Linked DNA regions of Anas platyrhynchos: region 2 is linked to region 1. The links are chromatin contacts, called in public Hi-C maps. All regions are on one chromosome and are shown on one strand. The core of a region is the stretch at or near the end of the contact, and the rest is flanking DNA. Distances in the headings are between cores, read along the strand shown.

Region 1 (5,056 bases), core at 398-2,897:
TAAAACTGCAGAAATATTGTACATCTCTTCAGGCAAGATTTGGTCAAGTATTCAAGTGGAGTGCAGGAAAACAGATAAATTGGGGGGAGAAAGGAAAGCTGCAAATAAGGGAGGCTTTTCTCTCCAACTAAACGTTGAACTTCTGACGATAAAAGTTCCCAGGTTTTGATTGTGTTTTTTTTGTTTTTTTTTGCTAGAGTGAGATTTTACTTTAGATAAACATAAAGTATTTGCAGTAAGAATTCCTGAGTAAGTGTTTCTGATTTTTCTTTTGGGTGAAAGAAACTACATCAGAACACTGCTATGAAATGGTGTCATTTAGGCATATAGGATTGCTCCGGTTAAGAACTAGAGAGATTGTCTGGCCTTCTGTCTAATTTAACTCTTTACCACTTCAGGTTGGTCATCTTTTTATCCAAGCTTGACTGTGGTACAGCATGGCATTCCATGCTGTGAAATGCATCTTGGAGATCTGTGTCTACCTCCTGGACACCCTGATGCCATTAACTTTGATGATTCAGGTGTTTTTGATACATTTAAAAGGTAATTTTTGAATAAAGTGGCCTCAGCGGTTTTTATATTTAATGAGTAGGCACCTTAAGTCTACAAGAATTTGAAGCATTACGTAGAGCAAAGAGAGAATACTTCTGGTTATAGAAGATAAATGAGAGGGGGAAAATGAAGTCCAAATGATCAGGAAAGCTGTGTAGTTCTGTGCTGTGCTAAACTGCAAAGGAATTTCTTGGGGTAATTTTGCAGACCCTGCTTCTGATAGTCTAATACAAATCAGATAAAACAGCAAAGAATATATTACTTGTACAAATCCTTTAGGTGAAGTGGGGTAGGTTTCAAAAACCTGATATTTTTTCCTTAATAGCTTGTGTTTGCCAGCTCTTAATGCGTGCTTCAGCTGCATACCTGAAACTGCCTGAGTAGTTCCTTAGTAACTAACGCATGTACGGCTTTAGAATACAGTGCTTTCGTGATTTGTTCTTTTCTTTGTAGATTCTGCTATTTGTGGTTCTTTTCCTAATAGAGCAGTGACATCTAACTTGAAAGTTTGATTGAGGTTTGTCTTGGTTTGAGCAGGAGATTTGCCCAGATCACCTTCAGAAGTGCAGTCCAACAGAATAATTCTAAGGTTCTGAGAAAGGAAATAGGAGTACTCATAAAGATTTTCCATACTATTTCGAGCTTTCTAAGTTTAGTAGAACCCATCTTTTCCTATGATGTTAGCTTCTTTTTAGCATCTGATTTTAGTCCAGTTGCTTTTTGTTATTTTTATGAGAGAGAGAATTTAAAACGCTGTTTGCAGTTCAAGTTCTATGAGCTCTTGAAGGTTTTCAGTGTGGACTAACAGTGGGTTCAAATTGTTTGAATTCACTCATTTGCTGCCTAGGCTTTTTCTTCTTACTAACTCCTGTTCTTGAACTTTCTTTGTGGAGAGCTGATAGAGTCATGTTTATGTCTTACTGAAGGCATTGGACTTGTCTCTTTACTCACCCTGCAGCCCAGCTGAATACTGTCTGGACACTTCAAATTCCTTATCTCTGTTTTATTTTGGGGCAGAAGAGCCTCTGAGAAAGGAGCACGCAGCAGCAGCTGGGGTTAACAGGACAGAATGAAATAACAAAATCCTGTGGCTGTGTTAGGAGGAGATTAGGAAAGCTGCTGGACTGTTTGGAGAACAGGGAGGTCCTTTCTCATTATCTTGTAAACTGGCCCGCAGAGTTGTCAGCGTTATCCCTTCTTTGTTGCTTTTTCCTTCTCCAGGAGATTTTGGTGTCAGTCTTTCAGTCTCCACCCTTGCTTTTGGTTCCATCCCACAGACGGGACCTGCTTGCACAGATGGGTCTGGGCTATAACTTGCAGCATTTATTTCCCTGTTAGTAGTTCTGGTCTGTGCTTGGAAATAAATACTTTGCCATGAATTGTTTAACTCATTCAGCAGTGTCTGACAGGAGCCTCAGAGTTACATGTGTTTATGTTTGTGGTGGGAATGTAGCATCTTAAAGTTATGGTCAAGCAGCACCTTTATAGGTGTGTTTTCCCCATAAAGCATGCTAAAGACTTCAGCCTGTGTTTCCCAGAATGATCTGCTCACACCTGGTAGTTCCTGAGGTGATAACAAGTAGTCTGTGCATCTCCTGTAGTGCTTGGAGTTTTTGGTCAACAGAAAAATAACAGTTTGTAATATTTGCAGGTCTAAGTGGTATGCAAACAACTCGTTAAGCTGTTGAAATAGCTGAAATACGGAGGGATTCTCACATTTCTGTCACTAGAGGGCGGACATTTGCCAGCTTTTAATTCAATAGTGTGCAGCGTCACGGGCTTTTAAACATGCTAAGCTTAGTGGAAGATTTGTCTGTAAAACACTTCAAACTGAATGGTCTAGAGCAGTTATTTGTACAAGAGTGTGTATTACATTGTTTATTTTAATGCAATTGTTTCGTATTTGTTACTAACATTTCCACACAAGTGAACTCAACACCTGTTCTCCCCAGAGCAGCTGTCACTTTCGGTACCTATCGTGCACTGACCAGACGTGGGCTGCAGTCAGGGCAGTTGCGGAAAGAAAACAATTTACTTCAAAAGATTGTGAAATCTGAAGACAGTGTATAACTAATCACTAGACAGTTGGGGAGTTGGCAGTACCCAGCAGACCGTGTAAAGCAGCAGCTCAGTGTCACTTGGAAAAAGCGTTAGCTCATCTGCCAGACTCTTTTTCTTCACTTGCATCTGCATCGAGCACAAACTCAAAGCACAAATTCACCCAAAAGATCCCAGACTACTAGATAGCACAGCTGGAGAACGAGCAGCTCTCTAGGGCTTGTACCTACAAAATGCTGGATCATTTCATAAGATGTCTTTTTCTTCTAGTTATGATTTTACACCAATGGATTCCTCTGCAGTTTATGTGCTCAGCAGCATGGCTCGCCAGCGTCGCGCTTCTCTGTCTTGCGGAGGATCAAACAATCAAGATGCTGAGAGATCCGAGTGCAGTACTAAAAACTGTGTGTCTACTGCATCAGCACATCTTTCCTCCAGTTCTTTGTACAGCAAAGCTGGCAAAAGCCACAGCTCAGGGACTGCAAGTACTGTGAGTGCCACTTCTCCAAACAAGTGCAAAAGACCAATGAATGCCTTCATGCTTTTTGCCAAAAAATACAGAGTTGAATATACTCAGATGTATCCAGGGAAAGACAACAGGTAATGGTATAAAAGTGTGTTGGTTTTTTTTTGATTCTGCTAGCTCACCAGAAACAGATCTTAACCCTGACAGCACCTTGGTAAATTTTCCGTGCCCTAAAAGCGCTGAAACTTGCAGGAAGTCGTATGTCTTTATGTCTGGGGGGAGGGTGCTTGGTTTGTTCTTTCGTTTTTACAAAGATGTTTGTTATGTGGATATTGAATCTGAATGTTTTGTGCTAGTTGTGCCTATGTAAATGTAAACTAAAACACTTGAATGCGCACCCATCTTAAAATCAGACTTTTAAAAATGTATATAACATGAAAAATGTTACCATAAACATTTCATTTCATATAAAAATCCTAGTGCTGAATCTGGCGAAAGTTAAAAGCTGGCAGGGCTTTGAGAGGGCTTTGGGTATTCCATCCTGTTCTGGTGGGGAGGCTGTAACTGCTGCTGAGAAACAAAACCCTGCCGTACAAAGAGCCCTTCCCTAAATTCCAGCCGGTCTTGTGTGTGCTGGCTGCAATGTTCCACAGTGTTTGTCATAACCTCAGTGAGGCAGATCTGTTATCCTCAAATTCTTTGCAACTGTAAGTGAGAAATCAGATAAAAGACAGCCAGGAAAATTGATGATTACTTAATTAAAATGCTGATTTTAAATGGGCGCAGTGAACTGGAGCCGCAGCTGGATGGATGTGGAAATAGTTTGAATATTTCAGTGAGAACACTGAAGTTTATGAAGGAAAGTGGTGCGAGTTACGAGTAAGCTTCAGAGTATGCTGCTCCCTTCTTCCTTTGAAAGCACTTTCTTGGCACCCATAAAACACAAAATAAATCATTGAGAGTTTGATAATTGGTTTTATAGGCATTCAGCTACTGTTGCTTACGTGTTGCTGGGGCGTTCATTAATTGGGCTGCTCGGAGGCAGCTGTCATGCTTTGAGAATGCACGTGTGTGGTTTTCAGATTACTGAGGAGATCCTAGAGTTGGTTTCATGTAGTCCCCACTTCTTACACTGGAATTCTTACATTATTACAGCATTTTGTGTTTATGGATATGAGAAAGGACAAAACTCGAACAGTTCTGTTCAGAGATAAAGTGGCTCAAGATGCATCACGAAGATAGTGAGCTGCAAGCATTCAAAGCACATTCACATCATGCTACAGTCCGTAAGGGGACTTCAGCTGTTGTTAGGCTATTCCAGATACTCTAGTTTCGTCTCCAGATACTCTTACTGTAGCCATAATGTGTGTGTTCAGAAATACTTGAGTAATTTGAGGCCGTGTACATTTTAAAGATAAACCCCCTAAACTGTGTTTTAACAGTCTCTGTTAATGCTGAACATAATTACTGAGTGAACTTGAGGCATTCTCCAGTTCTGTTTTACAACTCCTTGTGAGTTAACTGCAGTACGAGGGCTTGCATCCTCCATGGTAGCACATTGCTAAAATGTTGTTGGGCTCCTTCCCAGCCTCGTAAGAGGAAAACGGCAGTGTACAGGGCGTGATGAAGTTCTGATGAGGTGCAAGTAGGGTCAGTTCGTTCTTGTTTCTGGTCAGGAGAAATAGGTCTCAGTTATGGCAGTAAAATTTCTCTGTATGCATTTTGCTTCGGTCTCAGCAGTTCACTCACAGAAACATCTCCTTGGAGAAACGAAGCTTTTTGTTTGCGTTAGATTCTGCAAGCTTTCTGAAATACACAGATCTGTACTCACTGCTTGTGCCTCGGTGCAGCTTGGCTGTGGAGGTACTATTTTATTGTGTGTTTGAAATACAAAGATTTCAGATGCTTCACGTTTATTTGTTAATGCAGGGCCTTTTTCAGCCAACCTCGCTCTGGTCACAGTGTTCTTTCCTGGGAGGG
Region 2 (5,367 bases), core at 1,030-3,529, 190 kb after region 1:
AGGGGACTATCAGTCAAATCTTCTCCCTGGAGCTCCATCTGCTGACATAAAAAAAAAAAAAAACACTGCCAAATTATTTCTCAGAAGTAAGATCTGTAGCTACAAAAACCAAAGTGGACAGTGAATGATGTTCCCTGTGCACATGTTAAAAATGCTTCCTCACTCATAATAAATAGCAAATAAGGTCACTGTTCCTACCTTCCAGGGATTCAATTCCAGTTGCTTGAGCCAACAGGTCTTCATGTCTTGCAACAACCTTTAAAAAATTAAAAAAAAAAAAGAGAGAAATGAGAAATCACAATAGAAGAATGCATGGAGATATGCACCTGAGAGGGATATTAAATTATCATAGTCTTCCTACATTAAGAAGACACAGGAAAAAGCAGCCACACCTTAAAGATGAAAGGGTTTTCAGAACACATTTTACTTCACAAAAACGGTAAGCTCAGAATGGGAAGAGGGTCAGTTATTGCAGCATAGCTGACATATTAAGTCAGCAGAGCAATCAATCATGTTTCAACACACCATCACATAAAATAATTATAAATGTAAGCTTACTAATCACACAGTAATTACATATTTTTAGTATTTTCATTTCTATTTATGAAAGTTAAAAACTAATTCCTAAAGAATTTACCAATGAGGGGGAGCAGTTTCTCAAATCACACACAAATTTAACATGCACTCTCACGGAAAGGTCAACAGTTTTGTGGTGTCTGTGTGGATTTTACCAAACTGTCTTTGATTATCCAAACTCAAGAGCCTTTCTGAAGGTGTGGAGGTGTGTAAGCATAGGTTACGTTGCCCAGCTAAAGGTGAGGATTAGGGCCTAGGATACGCTCCAGCACAGGATGAAAGGGTGCAAGACATATCATTCACTGTCTTCTCACAGTCACCATGCCAAAACACTGAAAAGCTTTTCTGATAGCTGACAGGATTAATTTGAAAGAATTAGGGAGCATCCTTACGAAGAGTGGAACCTCTGTGCATATGGAAACTGAGTGCAGAAACAAAACAAAACCAAACAGTGTACAGCTTCTTCACAGGGGTATTAGGAGTGAGCTTGACTGAGTTAGGTATCAGACTCACTACTCTTTCTGCTGCAAGCTGTATTTTCAGTTAGTTAGTGCTTGCACAGTTAGCTGGGCAATTTCAGAAGCAACAAGACCATAAGACTACTCGGCGTTTAATCAGTTTATATCAACCACCCCAGAGCAGCAGGCATGCTTTAAACTTACTTGTAAATGAAGCTCTTTATCCAGCTGACTAATACCTTGGGCGAGTTTTGCTAGTTGCTCAGCTATCACAGCCTGATGGATGGACTGCGAAGTGTAAGCTTTCACATCAAAGTCTTCTCTGAAGAAGTCAGCATAACATTCTGAAAGAGATTTAGATGTTATCTCCGTGCTTCAAACCAGCAATACTTGTGGACGTACAGCATACATCTCGCAGCACACAGACCTCTCCTCAGTTTCTCCAGATGTAACAGCATGCGGCCTCGCATAATAAGTGTGACACTGACTTACTTGAGAAGAGACTACAAGCAAGAGAAACATGCTTGGAGATGATGCCTGTTTTGTTGTCTGTTTTTGTAAATGGTGAAAAAGAGCACACGTTCCTTTAATCCCCACTTTTTTCTTGAAAAGGCACTGACACCTTCCAACTTTTCAGACGTAACCAGGGTGAGGCCGCAGAGGCTGGACCCAGAACCAGCACACAGCAGCCCCCACTGGGAACGACAGCAGCCAAACACCCAACTTCACGAAGCGTACCGCGCCTGATAATGGCGTTAATTTATAATGCTAAATTAAGAAATGATGCCGTAGGGGTGGTTTTTAACGAAGTGAGACTTTGCACGGAAGGCTCCCCGGTGATATTACCAAGACGAGCAGGGGAACACGGGCAAGGCACCGGGCAGGCAGGGACAGGGAGCAGGAGCAGGAAGAGGCACAGGGGCAGGAACAGGGCTAAGAACAGGGGGCAGAGGCCGGTCTCTGCCATGCAGGCAGCACCCCATGCACCGGGCAGCCCCACTTTCCCCTCCTCTTTCCCCTCCCGATCCCCAACCCGGACCCCTGAGGCAGCAGCGGGGGTCCCGGGGACACAACGCGGCGCCTCCGTCCCCACAGCCCCGTCCCCCCCGGGCTCACCGTCGGCCAGCAGCTCGGCCAGGGCCGGGGCGGGGAGCGGGGCCGCTCCGGCCGCCTCCTCCTCCTCCATGCTGGCAGGTGCCGGCGGCCCCGCGTCACTCCCGGGCGGCGGCGCAGGGCGATGATGGCGAAGGAGAGCGACGGGAGCGGAGCGGAGCCGAGCGGGGCCGTCCCACCGGCAGCTGCCGGCGTGTGTGGAGCGGAGCCGGGCTCCGCCGAGCCGGGCTGGGCAGCCCCTCGGAGACGCCCCCACCCCGCGGACCCCGGCCCCGGGGTTTTGTGTTTTTTTTTTTCCAGATGCCGGACGGGTTGGTGGGGATAGATGAGTGGGGACGGCGAGGGAATTAAAGGATGCCCGGGGAAGGAGCCCGGGGAGTTGTTTCGGGCTGGGCGCCTTGTAAAGATCTGTGCCCCCATGGTGCGCTACTCGAAGTAAGTGACTGGCCTGGCAGCTGCCCGCACAGCGTGTCTGCGCTCAAAAAGCTGCTCCTGACTGTAAAAACAGGGAGGGTTTCCCCGCAAGTCCTGTGAGGAGCGGCTGAGGGCACTGGGGGTGTTTGGGCTGGAGCAGAGGAGGCTCAGGGCAGACCTTATTGCTCTCTGCAGCTACCTGAAAGGAAGGTGTGGGGAGCTGGGGGTCGGCCTCTTCTCACAGGGAACTGGTGACAGGACCAGAGGGAATGGCCTCGAGTTGTGCCAGGGGAGGTTCAGGCTGGCAATGAGGAGCCATTTCTGCTCAGAAAGAGCAGTCAGGCACTGGGACGGGTTGCCCAGGGAGGTGGTGGAGTCACCGTCCCTGGGGGTGTTCAAGGAGGGGTTGGACGTGGTGCTTGGGGACATGGGTTAGTGGTGGCATTGGTGGTAGGGGGTGGTTGGACCAGGTGATCTGGGAGGGCTTCTCCAACCCTACCGATTCCATGATTCTCCTGCGACTGTTTAAGCTTGCCATAGACATGAGACATGTTTGTCTTACAGTTTTACACCCCCATGGCATTGCATGTAAGGACAGCAATTTACAGTAGCTAATCAGAGAAATGTCATTACAATTTGTTGTTAATTTTCATGTGTCCGCAGGCTGGCTTTCAGAACCTTGGTTAGAAAATACAGCTGCGACTTGTGTTATACACCAATGATAGTGGCAGCTGATTTTGTGAGATCCGCAAAAGCAAGAGACAGCGAATTCACAACAAATAAAGGTATTCTTTTACAATAAGTCATTATCTTTTCAGAATACGTTATCTAGCGATAAACCAAACTGGCCAAGCAAATTAAGTCTATCTCGCAGGTTGACATGCATAACAATTTAAGGATACTATATATGAATTATTTAGAATTTTGCTGTGGTTTTACAATCAGAGTAAGTACATTCCAGTGATAATGTTTCAAGTGAAGTAATAGAAAACCGTGTCTTCACCTGAAAAGCAGGGCCTACAAACTGATTTAAGTGTGTGGTGGGTTGACCTTTTCCAGCAGCTATGCACGCACACAGGTGTAAAGTAAAGTAAAGTAAGTAAATTTCATGATTTTATCACTGACCATTTACTACAGTACATTATTCAAGTGCAGCAAGTCAGCTGTAGAGAAAAGTCACATGGGGAAGCACAGGTAGACCCTTACTAGTAGAGTTCAACTGGAAAGAAAGCTTGGATAATTTTTTTGTGTGTAAAAATAGATGAATAAGAACATAATTTACACTATATATGGCTCAAAGGTCTACAGACTAAGATCCTCCTGCATTTACTTAAGCTTTTGATCTTCACAGTGTCCCGTGGCATTGAAGTTCCACAGGTTAGCTTTGTAGTGCCTTTCGAGGTGTAAGGGGATGGGGAGAGAGAGGAATTTCTCCTTTCTGCTGTAATGTTGTTGCCTGTTAACAGAGGTTACAGAATTAAGTGTTCTAATGTTATAAACAATATATTTTCCCTCCTCACCTCTTTCACATTTGCCTTAGTTTTATAAGTCTCCAAAACCATTCTGCCTCTGACATCTTTGCCAATATTACAGTATTTACATCATCGTTTATGCTTTTAACCTGTTGCTTCACAACAGGTTGTGAAATTTTACTGTGGTTATGTTTAACTTCCTGGCTGTTTGTTTGGGGATTTGTCTTCTAATTAGCAGGGTAGGTTCAGAGCCTACAGTTACAATTTCTGGTTTTCATTTGATTTGGCACTGACATTTCCTTGTTGTGTATTTCTAAAATAGAGGTTTATCATCCCTGTGGCTGCTACTAAAAGATTAACTATGGCTCGTATTATTACTTAATAGTCAGCCAAAAAAAACTAGGAGCATGAGATTATGGATGGTAGTGTTACTTAGGGACATGGTTTAGTGGGTGACATTGGTGGTAGGAGGACAGTTGGACTAGGCTCTTGGAGGGCTTTTCCAACCTTAATGATCCTGTGATTATTCCAATATATTAGCTGTAACAGTGTAAATCTCTTCAGCTAGAGGATTGTGTAAATGAACACTTCTGAAAATATGCAAGGGATTTTGGGGAGCTTGCTGGAGTTTTAGGTAACCTAGAGAAGTGTCTCAAATTGATTGAGAGGGTACTGCTGACCTCTCTGACTGAAGCTCAGCTACTTACAGAACTCTATATTTTCCACTGAGATGGGAAAACCTTCAGAAGCACTTGCGGTCTTATCAGTACCAGAAGTACACGTGCATTGCGCATTTGTTGGATTTTCTCTTTGGATTAATGCTCATATACTTGTGTTACCCCATTCCCCCTCCCCCATAACTGCAGCAATAGTGTATATGGAAAGGGAGCGCTAATACTGAAATATTTTTAGATGCCTTTAATGTATTGCAGTAGCTGTAAAAGAGGAGAGCCTGTTCCAAATGACCATCTGGCACTCTGCAGGGGCTTAGTAAATCATGGATAGTTCACCAGACCCGAGCTGAGGAGCACTGGCACTTTGGTTTCCCACTTGAGACAAAGCTGCAAAAGCTGCTTCTGCCTGTGTGTTCTCATTCCAGCTCTGCGTACTGCCTTGTGAACAAAACCCAGCCATGTTTGTGCAGAAGAGGACAAATGGCCTGGGATAAGGAAGGGGGAAGTTAGCGGGTTGCTTAGGGAACTAATCCTTCAGAAAGGAGCTAAACACATTTTATGCCTGCCAAGACAGACAGCGATGTCAGCACAGCAAAGGGACGGCACACAGACAAGAAGGGGCAGGCTAGGAGGGGAAGCAGGAAGGCTACTGAAAAATAG

What was found. Hi-C and Micro-C count contacts between places; a contact is called where the count stands out from the background.
Region 2: a Hi-C map of small yellow follicle shows a contact between it and region 1, with 4 times the contacts expected there. The contact joins the promoter of COG5 here to the enhancer-like site in region 1. A contact is called at or near these places in 5 of 8 Hi-C or Micro-C datasets (F1 follicle, F5 follicle, skeletal muscle and 2 more).

The regions. Positions count from the first base shown.
Region 1 is chr1:14,925,489-14,930,544 of IASCAAS_PekinDuck_T2T, forward strand. It overlaps HBP1 (HMG-box transcription factor 1), which reads left to right. Exons shown (of 11, transcript XM_027459130.3): 8 at 399-543; 9 at 2,881-3,210. Among named protein-coding and RNA genes, the nearest start is that of HBP1, 11 kb to the left of the region's middle. Within about 2 kb of position 1,648, at least 6 of the 8 cell types and tissues checked have an H3K27ac peak or open chromatin away from gene starts, as enhancers often do. A contact at or near this core is called in F1 follicle, F5 follicle, small yellow follicle and 1 more, where this site is marked.
Region 2 is chr1:15,113,223-15,118,589 of IASCAAS_PekinDuck_T2T, forward strand. COG5 (component of oligomeric golgi complex 5) reads right to left here and starts at 2,280. Exons shown (of 22, transcript XM_072032652.1): 1 at 2,151-2,280; 2 at 1,239-1,378; 3 at 199-256. The coding sequence starts at 2,220. DUS4L (dihydrouridine synthase 4 like) reads left to right here and starts at 2,443. Exons shown (of 6, transcript XM_072032689.1): 1 at 2,443-2,582; 2 at 3,225-3,346. The coding sequence starts at 2,473.